2 separate regions of the Mus musculus genome follow, and region 2 is linked to region 1. A link is a contact called in public Hi-C data. All regions are on one chromosome and are shown on one strand. Each heading gives the region's core, a stretch centred on a gene start, on an enhancer-like site or on the middle of the called end of the contact. The rest is flanking DNA. Distances are from core to core; before and after follow the strand shown. Region 1 overlaps Ano6 (anoctamin 6). Region 2 overlaps Gm38469 (spidroin-2).

Region 1 (4,382 bases), core at 916-3,415:
TTCCTTCGGCTCTACCTACAGTACCTTAGCTGAGGACTTTCAAGTGTCTTTCATTGTTCGGGGTGGGGGTTGGGGTGTGTGTGTGGTGGTCTTTGGTTCTGTCATGTTTCCTAAAGGATTTCTTGAATCTTGTGGGAGCCATTTACAAAGCGAAGGACACATAGATAAGAATCGGAGAGAAAGGATGAAAGGGGTGGGGTAAGGGTGAGTGGGGTGGGGTAAGGATGAGAGGAGCGGGGCAAGGATGAGAGGGGCGGGGCAGGAAAGATGTTTCTGATTTCTTCCATCCTTATTACATTGATTCACTTACTGATTTCTGCCTCTCCTCTGAAGAGCTGTTCACTTGTGACTCCAATAAAATGCTGACTTGGGGCTGCTCTTAATGTAGCCTCTGGACCACTGTGCCAGCTCAGCTGCCCATCAAGATAAGCTAGGCTTCTAAGCAAGCCTGTACCTTACCATCTCCCCTACTCCTGCTTCCAAAGGGCTCTCGGGACAAAGCAGAGAGAGGCCACATATCTACTTAGTAGCATGGCAGATTCATCTATGCCCAATCTTGCCCTGGGGTACCAGGCACATCCCTCACTGGGAACTAGGCAGTTGGCCTGACTTGTATCAATTCCAAAATGGGAGTGACAGTGGATGGGGTCTTGAGGAAGGAGATTTCACATGTGGGATATTTCTCACGGCACTTTGTGTGAAGCTATTTGCTGTAAATGGTTGAAGGACATTTCAGAGCAATGGGTCCCCAAAGGCAAAGAGAAAAGATACAGAAAGCATCATTGGTGGGACATCCAGGCATAACAAGTATATCTTCCTTCACCTGGAGATTTTTCTTTTTAAAGAGGGGTTGTCTCCTGAAACCATTTAGAATCATGCTGTTCGGGTAAAGTTCACATGGATGAGGGAGGCACTTGTGCCTGCTATGGAAACCCTGAGGATAAGAATGTAACTAGATACATAGTTTCTGATCATAACTAGATAGTTTCTAATGAAAATAAACAATGACTGTGTTCGTGAAAATGACACAGCTTTGAATATAAAAGGCAACTGAAACAAAGAAACCTATCTCGGCAGAGTACACTTCCCACTTAGAAACACCTTTGAATGTCACAGTTGTAGAAGTTCCCCTGGATCCTCTTCATGGCCCCCTTATCCCCTTTACTCTTCCCATGGCCTCTGGTAAAACAGGCAGACAGAACCCACTGCTCCCACTTAGCCATTAACTTTGTGAGTCCTTCCTTAAGGAAGTTTTTAAGTGCTCACAAATGAAAAGATGGTAACTGTGATGGTTTGTATATACTTGGCCCAGGAAGTGGCATTGTTTGAAAGTGTGGCCTTGCTGGAGTAGGTGTGTCACTGTAGGTGTGGGTTTTAAGTCCCTCATCCTAGCTGCCTGAAAGCTATTTTTCTCTTAGCAGCCTTCAGATAAAGATGTAGAACTCTCAGCTCCACCTATACCATGCCTGCCTGGATGCTGTCATGATAATGGACTGAACCTCTGAACCTGCAAGCCAGTCCTAATTAAATGTTTTCCTTAGAAGACTTGCCTAGGTCATGGCATCTGTTCACATCAGTAAAACCCTAACTATGACAGAAGTCAATTAGATTTTTTTACCCAGCCAGTCATAAAGGCAGGCAGCTAGGCTATGTATCCATCACCAAAGAGGTGGAGTTTGGCAGCCGTGGTAGCTCCGCCTCAGTGAGACAGTAATCCTTTCTGGTAATTGTACCAGTGCCATCAGCAGAAGCACCTGCATTGCCTTGATCCCACTGAAAATCCTCATCATCGCTTACAGATGCAAAGCCTTCCTCGGGTGGGTGGAAGCAGAAGGCTCCTGGAGGAGAGCCATCACTACATAAACTCAGCTTTGTATTTTTTTTTTAATAAGGAAAGGAATATTTCTGGAATTTATCCTCTGAGGGGACTGAGACACTGATAAGAGGCAAACCATAAACTTACTTAGAGGGCACTGGATCCTTAGAGCCGTTCGCTACGTTCTCCCACTCACTCTGACAGCTCATAAAAGAGGCTTTAACGGCCTGCAATCTTAGCAGATGTGCCTAGTCCTTTATCGCCGTGTGGGAAGATTCCACTGGAAAATGTACTCAAGGCTCAGACGGCGAAAGCTGTTTGCTTTTAAAATGCGAGAAATTCCATCTGTGGGTATGTCATACGTGTGGTGATTGTTAAACCAGCATTGGGCTCAGCAAACACTGCAGGCTGCAGAGTGTACGAAGTGTTACGTATTTGCTGAATTTCTGATAAGTGAGGAATTGATTTATTTATGCCTTGCTGCTCTGTTTTCCAGAAATTGTGCATCTTTGACAGTTTTGGAACCCTGATCTTCGCTGTATTTATGGGAGTGTGGGGTAAGTTACTTTCAGTTTTCTCTCAGTTTGATGGTGTCTGTGCAATTTTGTGTAAGCTATTAAATTCATGTACTTTTAGGACCATGTTCTGGCTGAACCTCCATTCCTCCAGAGCTTTGCTGGTAGTTGTCATTCGATTTTACTGTATGAAAATTTACCTCAGAGATCCATGGCTTCAACCACACACGGTTTCATTCTTTTTTGTTTTTGTTTTTTTGTTTTTCTTCTCTCAGTTCCCTGAGTCACACATGGCCTGATCTCTGTGGTGAGCCATTGGCTTCTCTGTAAAGAGGTGATATAGCAGTAAGAAGCCTGGCCTGGTCTGTGGGGTTCCAAATGGTGTCACCCTCAAATTATCTAGCCTAGGATTCTGTATGGGTCTTCAGAGATACAAAAGGACGCAAAGGACCACAGACCTCAATGGGTTTGGCATTAAGGTTATTATTGACATTTATTCTTTGAGAATGTCATACAATTAAATCTGGTCATATCCACCCCCTGCTTCATGTCTCAAGTTGCCCCCGATCCTCCCCACTGCGTCTTCCTCTCAACTTCATGTTCTCCTTGTCTATTCTGAAATAGCTCACTAAGCCCAGTTGGCGCTGCCGGGGTGTGCATGGGCTCTTGGCCAGCTTCTGGAGCCTAGGCAACCCTACCTCTGGCCAACCCTCCAGAGGAGAATGTGTCTCCTTCCCCAGGCAGCTGCTGAATGCCAGCAGCTCCTCCAGTAGAGATGACTTTTGTGAGCTCACCCCTAGTCTATGTTGTAATTTGGATTGGCTTATTGTGGGCAGGTCTGGTGCAGGTAACCATGGCTACTATGAGTCTGTGTGTATAGCAGCCATGCCTTATCCAGAAGATAATATTTCATGGTACTCTTCCCTGTCCTCGAACCATTAAATTCCTCCCCTCCCGATCCCCCTCTCCTCTCCCTCCTCTCTCCTCCTCCCCTTCCTCCCAGTCCTCCCCCTCCTCCTCTGCAGTGATACCTGAGCCTTGGCAGGGGTCTGGTAAGAGATGTCCCATTTAGGGCTGAGCACAGGGAAGCAGCTTTACCGACATGGAGAGCATCCTAGAACTATGGGTTTAAATTAAATGCTCAGACAGCTTGGCTGCATGGCCATTTAGCAAAGTCCCAACAGTAGGTCCCACCTTAGGGATTATGATCGCCTCAGGTCTGGGCTCTTAGCTCGGCTTAGAGTACCAGGCCTGACTTCTGTCCTGTGCAGCACACCCCAAATCCAATCAGAAGGCAACTGGCTACCCTATAAAAGTCATGCCACAACTGCACCCTGGGTACCCACAAGTGCAACAGCGACATTGGGCCCATGATTATAGTATTTGCTAATGTCCTGGCAGCTGAAGCAGCAAGGCAGGCATCCGAGCCTGAGGGATGGAGTGGAGGAAAGGACCCAGGGGTGTGAGTCACTGGAGGCCATCACTGTTGTTTCGGTGTCCGTCGTCTCAAATGCTAAGAACCAGAGCTCCTCTTTCCCCTGCCCCTCCCCCTCTCCTTTGACTAGACAATCACAGGAACCTCGTTAGTCCCCAAATACAAAATCTACAATAATCCAAAATCCCAGTGTTAGTGTAAATCAGCGCTCAGCATGTTTCCATATTCCAGGTTGGTAGATAAGGAATGCTTATTCTTAGACTATAACAGTCCCCACAGTTAGAATTCAGCCTGGGGCAGGGGCAGCAGTGAGGAACAGGAGAATGCCCGTGAGCTTGCTTCTTTTTATAGTTTTATAGGATCGGAAAGTTTTTAAGTATATTTCACTGTGGTAATAATAGCCAGTTCTCTGTAATAGAAAAGATGCGATCTTGACGCGTAAGTTCTGCCTAGAAACTGGATGTTGTTTGTCCCTTTTAACGTGGGTAGCATCAGTAATATAGCGAGGAAAGCATTTCATTTAAAAGCAGATGTCTGAGTGTTTGATTGGCGTAAATACTCTAACGTAGAGGAAAATGTCCCACCATCAAGGATACATGCATTCGATTTCCACTTG
Region 2 (4,382 bases), core at 958-3,457, 250 kb after region 1:
TAGGCTCACACAGGGGCGAGGCATTGAGAGGGGAAAGTTTCTAATTCAGTGTCTTTGTGCTTGGCCGCTCCATCTTTTGGGGGCACATATTCCTAATAAATCTTTCAGGGGCAAACATAGTTCTTGGTAGAAATGACAGACTGTGATGGTTTGTATATGTTCTGCCCAGGGAGTGGCACTATTAGAAGGTGTAGCCCTCTTTTTTTTTTTTTTGGTTTTCCGAGACATGGTTTCCCTGTATAGCCCTGGCTGTACCGGACCTCATTTTGTAGACCAGGCTGGCCTTGCTCTAAGAAATCCACCTGCCTCTGCCTGCCAAGTGCTGGGATTAAAGGCGTGTGCCACCATGCCCGGCCAGGTGTAGCCCTTTTGGAGTAGGTGTGGCCTTGTTGGAGTAGGTGTGTCACTGTGGGTGTGGGCTTTAAGACCCTCATCCTAGCTGCCTGGAAACCAGTATTCTGCTAGCAGCCTTCAGATGAAGATGTAGAACCCTCTGCTCTGCCTGCACCATGCCTGCTGGGATGCTGCCTTGCTCCCACCTTGATGATAATGGACTGAACCTCTGAACCTGTAATCCAGGCCCAATTAAATGTTGTCCTTATAAGGGATGCCTTGATCATGATGTCTGTTCATAGCGGTAAAACCCTAACTAAGACACATACTTAGAAATTCTCAAATGTATTTATTAAAACTTGAACCTCAGGATTGGAGTAACAAATAGGACAGACTGGGCAAGGGAGCTTGGTGATTTCAAATTCACGACACTCACATAAAACCCAGAAATGGTCACACGGACAAAGGTCACACGGGCAGATCTCAAGAGGTCACTGGCCACCCAGCCCTAGCTGATAACCGAGAGATTCCAATTCAGTAAGAGACCCAGTCTCAAGGCTTAGGCAAAGATGGATAGAGGAAGACATCATCTCCTTCAGCCTCTGCTCCAACCCCAAGTTCATACAACAGATACACCATGCAGAGAGAAAGAAAAAGAAAGGCTGGGGGTGGGGCAGCAGGGAGGAAGGAGGGACTCAACCCTCAACTGTAATGAGTGAATTCAGGGTGAAAACAGAGTGATGTGCTGTCCTAGTCAACTTGGTCTTTCCCCTGTGTATTTAATTGATCACATACGTATGGGTCTCCTCTGTACTCTTATGATTGTTATTGAAAGTATCCCAGGTTTCACGCTTTCAATCATGTGCTCTCAGAATACTCGGTGTTGCCAACATTTCATCATAAAAATACATTTGACTTCCTTGGTAACCATGCTTTGCCTGACCTAAAGTTGAAAGACAGTCTAAGAGACACCTAGTATTAGGTTTTTTTTTTGTTTGTTTGTTTGTTTGTTTGTTTTTTACTAGCAATGAGCCTTAACAACAGTTAGTGTTTGTACCATCAGCAGACCCCTCAAAATGACACAGGATTGGTGTGGGCAATTATCACTGTTCCATGAAACTATTCCGGATCCATCCAAGACTGAGCATAGGCAAATTCCAGGTTCTACAAGGCTACACATGGTGTCCAACTCCGCCGGCCCATCACTGAGATCAAACGCCAATAGAAGAGGAAAGAGCCCAGCCATATGCTCTGTAGATCGTTAGCCAGGCCCCAGAAGACAGGGTAGCATCCAGAAGACAAATAAGACCCTGGCCAAACTCTGAAACCACTGTTCCTTGGGAGGCAAATGCTGCCTGCCAGCTTGCCTGGTGAGTGAGTCCTTAGCAGATGGCTAGTTTACCCGTCATCTTAGTTCATCCTCGTGCCTAACATACAACAGAGAGAATTCTCGACTTCTAAAGCAGATCTGCATGACTGTTTAACTCCTGAAGAACACATAAAGCTTCCTCGTTAGTGGGGGACATTACATAAGGACAGGGGCTTCTCTTCGCAGCCAGTGTGACTTTTATCCCATGTGAGAGCACCAAAACTTTCTAACTTCTCTAAGGGAAAAAAAACTCAAAACCCTCCTTTTCTTTCTGTGAGGAATTCTACCTGAACATTTTCCTCCCTAGTTCACAACAAGCCAGGACAGAGAGCTATGACTGTACCCACAGCATGGGGCTTTCTCCTTATGGAAGTGATCTGCCCCAGGGAACATGTGTGTGCTTTTCTTCGAAGGAAGAAGGCAAATAATAGACTTAATTAGCTCAGCGCTTTTCTTGAAATGCTTCTGAAAGCACATGACAGATCTCCATATTCAAACTACCGCCCACACTTGGATTCTACACTGTTTTCTCAAAAGGGGAAATGTACTGATTTATAAACAGAGCTGCTTATAAATACATGCAGTTATTTTTATTTTGTTTTCTATGCTAGATACGGCTTTTGCCTATATATAAGTGAGGGAGGAAACAGCCTTTACAAGGGAAAATTTGTAATTCATTGCTGACAAATCCTGCTAATCATATGGAATAAATGAGTGTACTGTCAACAGTGACGAGGGCTTCCGCTGCCCGGTGCATGCATAATTGACTTCTTTTAATGGATCTTAACACAGACTGCTTGAATAGCTAATTCTTCATACTGTAGCCTTGTAAGAATGTCTTGAGGTTGGTTCGAGTCTAGCCTCTTACCCCTTCAACCATAATGCTGTATATAGCCTCTGAGACACAAGGTATTATTTGTGTTTTCTGGTATCTGTTTGCCCTCTAAAGCCCCAATTACTTAAAACCTTAAAAATATTGTGTGTATGATAGCAACCCTTTCCACAGTCTTCACAGGACACACTCTTTTTCTGTATTTGGCGTATAAAATGTCAACTAGAATCACAGCCGTAAAGGCTTCTCAAAGAGAGGCGAGACTCTAGCAACAACCACTGGGCTCATAGCTGAGGAGTTTTGGGTACTTCAACCTTTTTCTGCAGCATAGAGCCCTCATCTGTAAGTCATAGTAATGACACCTCTGGGAATTGCGGTAGTATAAAATGATTTAATATATACCTGTCACTTAGAACAATATATAATGCTCGATAAATACCACCTGTTATGATCATCAAAACATTGACAAGCCAGTGTTTGAAGTAAGTTCAAGCTTTAAAATAGAAAACAACAACAAAAATCACAACATGAAAGTTTCCTTTCAGCTGTTAATGTATTCTATGAGCAGCCATTACAGTACCTTGAAAGAAAAGGGACAGGAGGAGAGGAGGAGGAAAAAGGGAGCACTCCTAGGAGCAGGAAGGGTGTTGTGGATGGCCTTAGTGATGCCTGTATTTTGATGTTAATTCTGCTTTCCCAACAGGGGTTGTCTGGAATGAGGAATGAGTCACATACTCAAGTGACTTCTTATGAACCTTCCCTGAATGGATAAAGGAGCCAATCACTGGGCGAGTAGGCGGGACTTCCGGGTTGGAGAGAGAAAGCAGGAAAGAGTTAGGGGTCTTTATGAATAGGGATAACGAGAGGGTAAGATGTAGCTACTAGTGTCTCCCAGCTTATATGGCGAATCTGCCAGATTTTCTACCCAAGGATTTAGATTTAAAATGACTTACAAGATTAGGATTCTAGTTGTTGTGTGCAATGATTGAGTTACCATTGTTTCTGAACTAAGTTTGTGTTACATTTTCCTTCATGCGGTGCTTTGACTGGGTTCAAGAGAGAAAGGTACTGTAGGCTAAGCGTGGGTTTGGCAGATGTGCACCACAAAGGCTGTGGGGGATTTGAAGCATGGGGCTGTTGTGGTAGGGACCCACCAGTGGGAACTTAGCGAGCTGGGCGGAGAAATTTTGGAGCTCTGAGTCAGAGAGTCTCCACAAGATAAGAACTGGCCAGCGAGACTTCCCAGGGCTGAGAGAAACTGGGTGTATCACAGGAAAATACCATATCTTTTAAATGTTTCCCAAAACACAAGGGGGTGTTGTCATCCCTTTAGAGATGTAGTGAACACTGGCTCAGTTAGGGAGGACCACCCACAGAAGTACCAGCCACTCCTCCCAGATGAATGAGTTAAGCAAACGATTGTCATAAGTCTTTATAGAAATAAGCAAAGCAAACCATTTCCTTCTTCTGTCCATGCAGAAGAGTTACTAAAATTCTTTTCTGGGAAACATTAGCAATGTCTACCCCTTCTCCTAAGGTCCTAGTGACAAACTGAAGCATGATTCTGCCAACGTGCTCTCTGGGGATCCAATAAGTTTATCGAGCATCCTTAGAAAGCATAGGTCAGGGGTTATTTACAGGGCAGAGGGTGTCCCTCCTCTAACAGGCTGGATCTGAAGCCTTTACCCAGCAGGCATGAGGGCTTCCTCTTAGCCTCCCCAAGTCTTCCCTGACCTATAAACTCCAACCCCTCCCAGATGCCACATGCAATTACAGGCTATAGGGAGGAGTTGGACACTTGGAAGAGCATCCCGTGGTCCCCTCCCCCTCCCCCCTTCTTGAAGATAT

Evidence for each region. Hi-C and Micro-C count contacts between places; a contact is called where the count stands out from the background.
Region 2: a contact with region 1 is called in a Hi-C map of cortical neurons, with 2.2 times the contacts expected there. The contact joins two enhancer-like sites. A contact is called at or near these places in 2 of 484 Hi-C or Micro-C datasets (both in cortical neurons), 2 of 115 datasets of contacts at active chromatin or transcription factors (embryonic hindbrain and stem cell-derived neural progenitor cells) and 1 of 9 other capture datasets (pancreatic islet).

The regions. Positions count from the first base shown.
Region 1 is chr15:95,929,471-95,933,852 of GRCm38.p6, forward strand. It overlaps Ano6 (anoctamin 6), which reads left to right. Exons shown (of 20, transcript NM_175344.4): 10 at 2,313-2,373. Among named protein-coding and RNA genes, the nearest start is that of Gm41389, 20 kb to the left of the region's middle. Within about 2 kb of position 2,166, at least 90 of the 459 cell types and tissues checked have an H3K27ac peak or open chromatin away from gene starts, as enhancers often do. A contact at or near this core is called in cortical neurons, where this site is marked.
Region 2 is chr15:96,176,459-96,180,840 of GRCm38.p6, forward strand. The region is part of intron 1 of Gm38469 (spidroin-2); the gene reads right to left. Among named protein-coding and RNA genes, the nearest start is that of 2610037D02Rik, 19 kb to the right of the region's middle. Within about 2 kb of position 2,208, at least 28 of the 459 cell types and tissues checked have an H3K27ac peak or open chromatin away from gene starts, as enhancers often do. A contact at or near this core is called in cortical neurons, where this site is marked.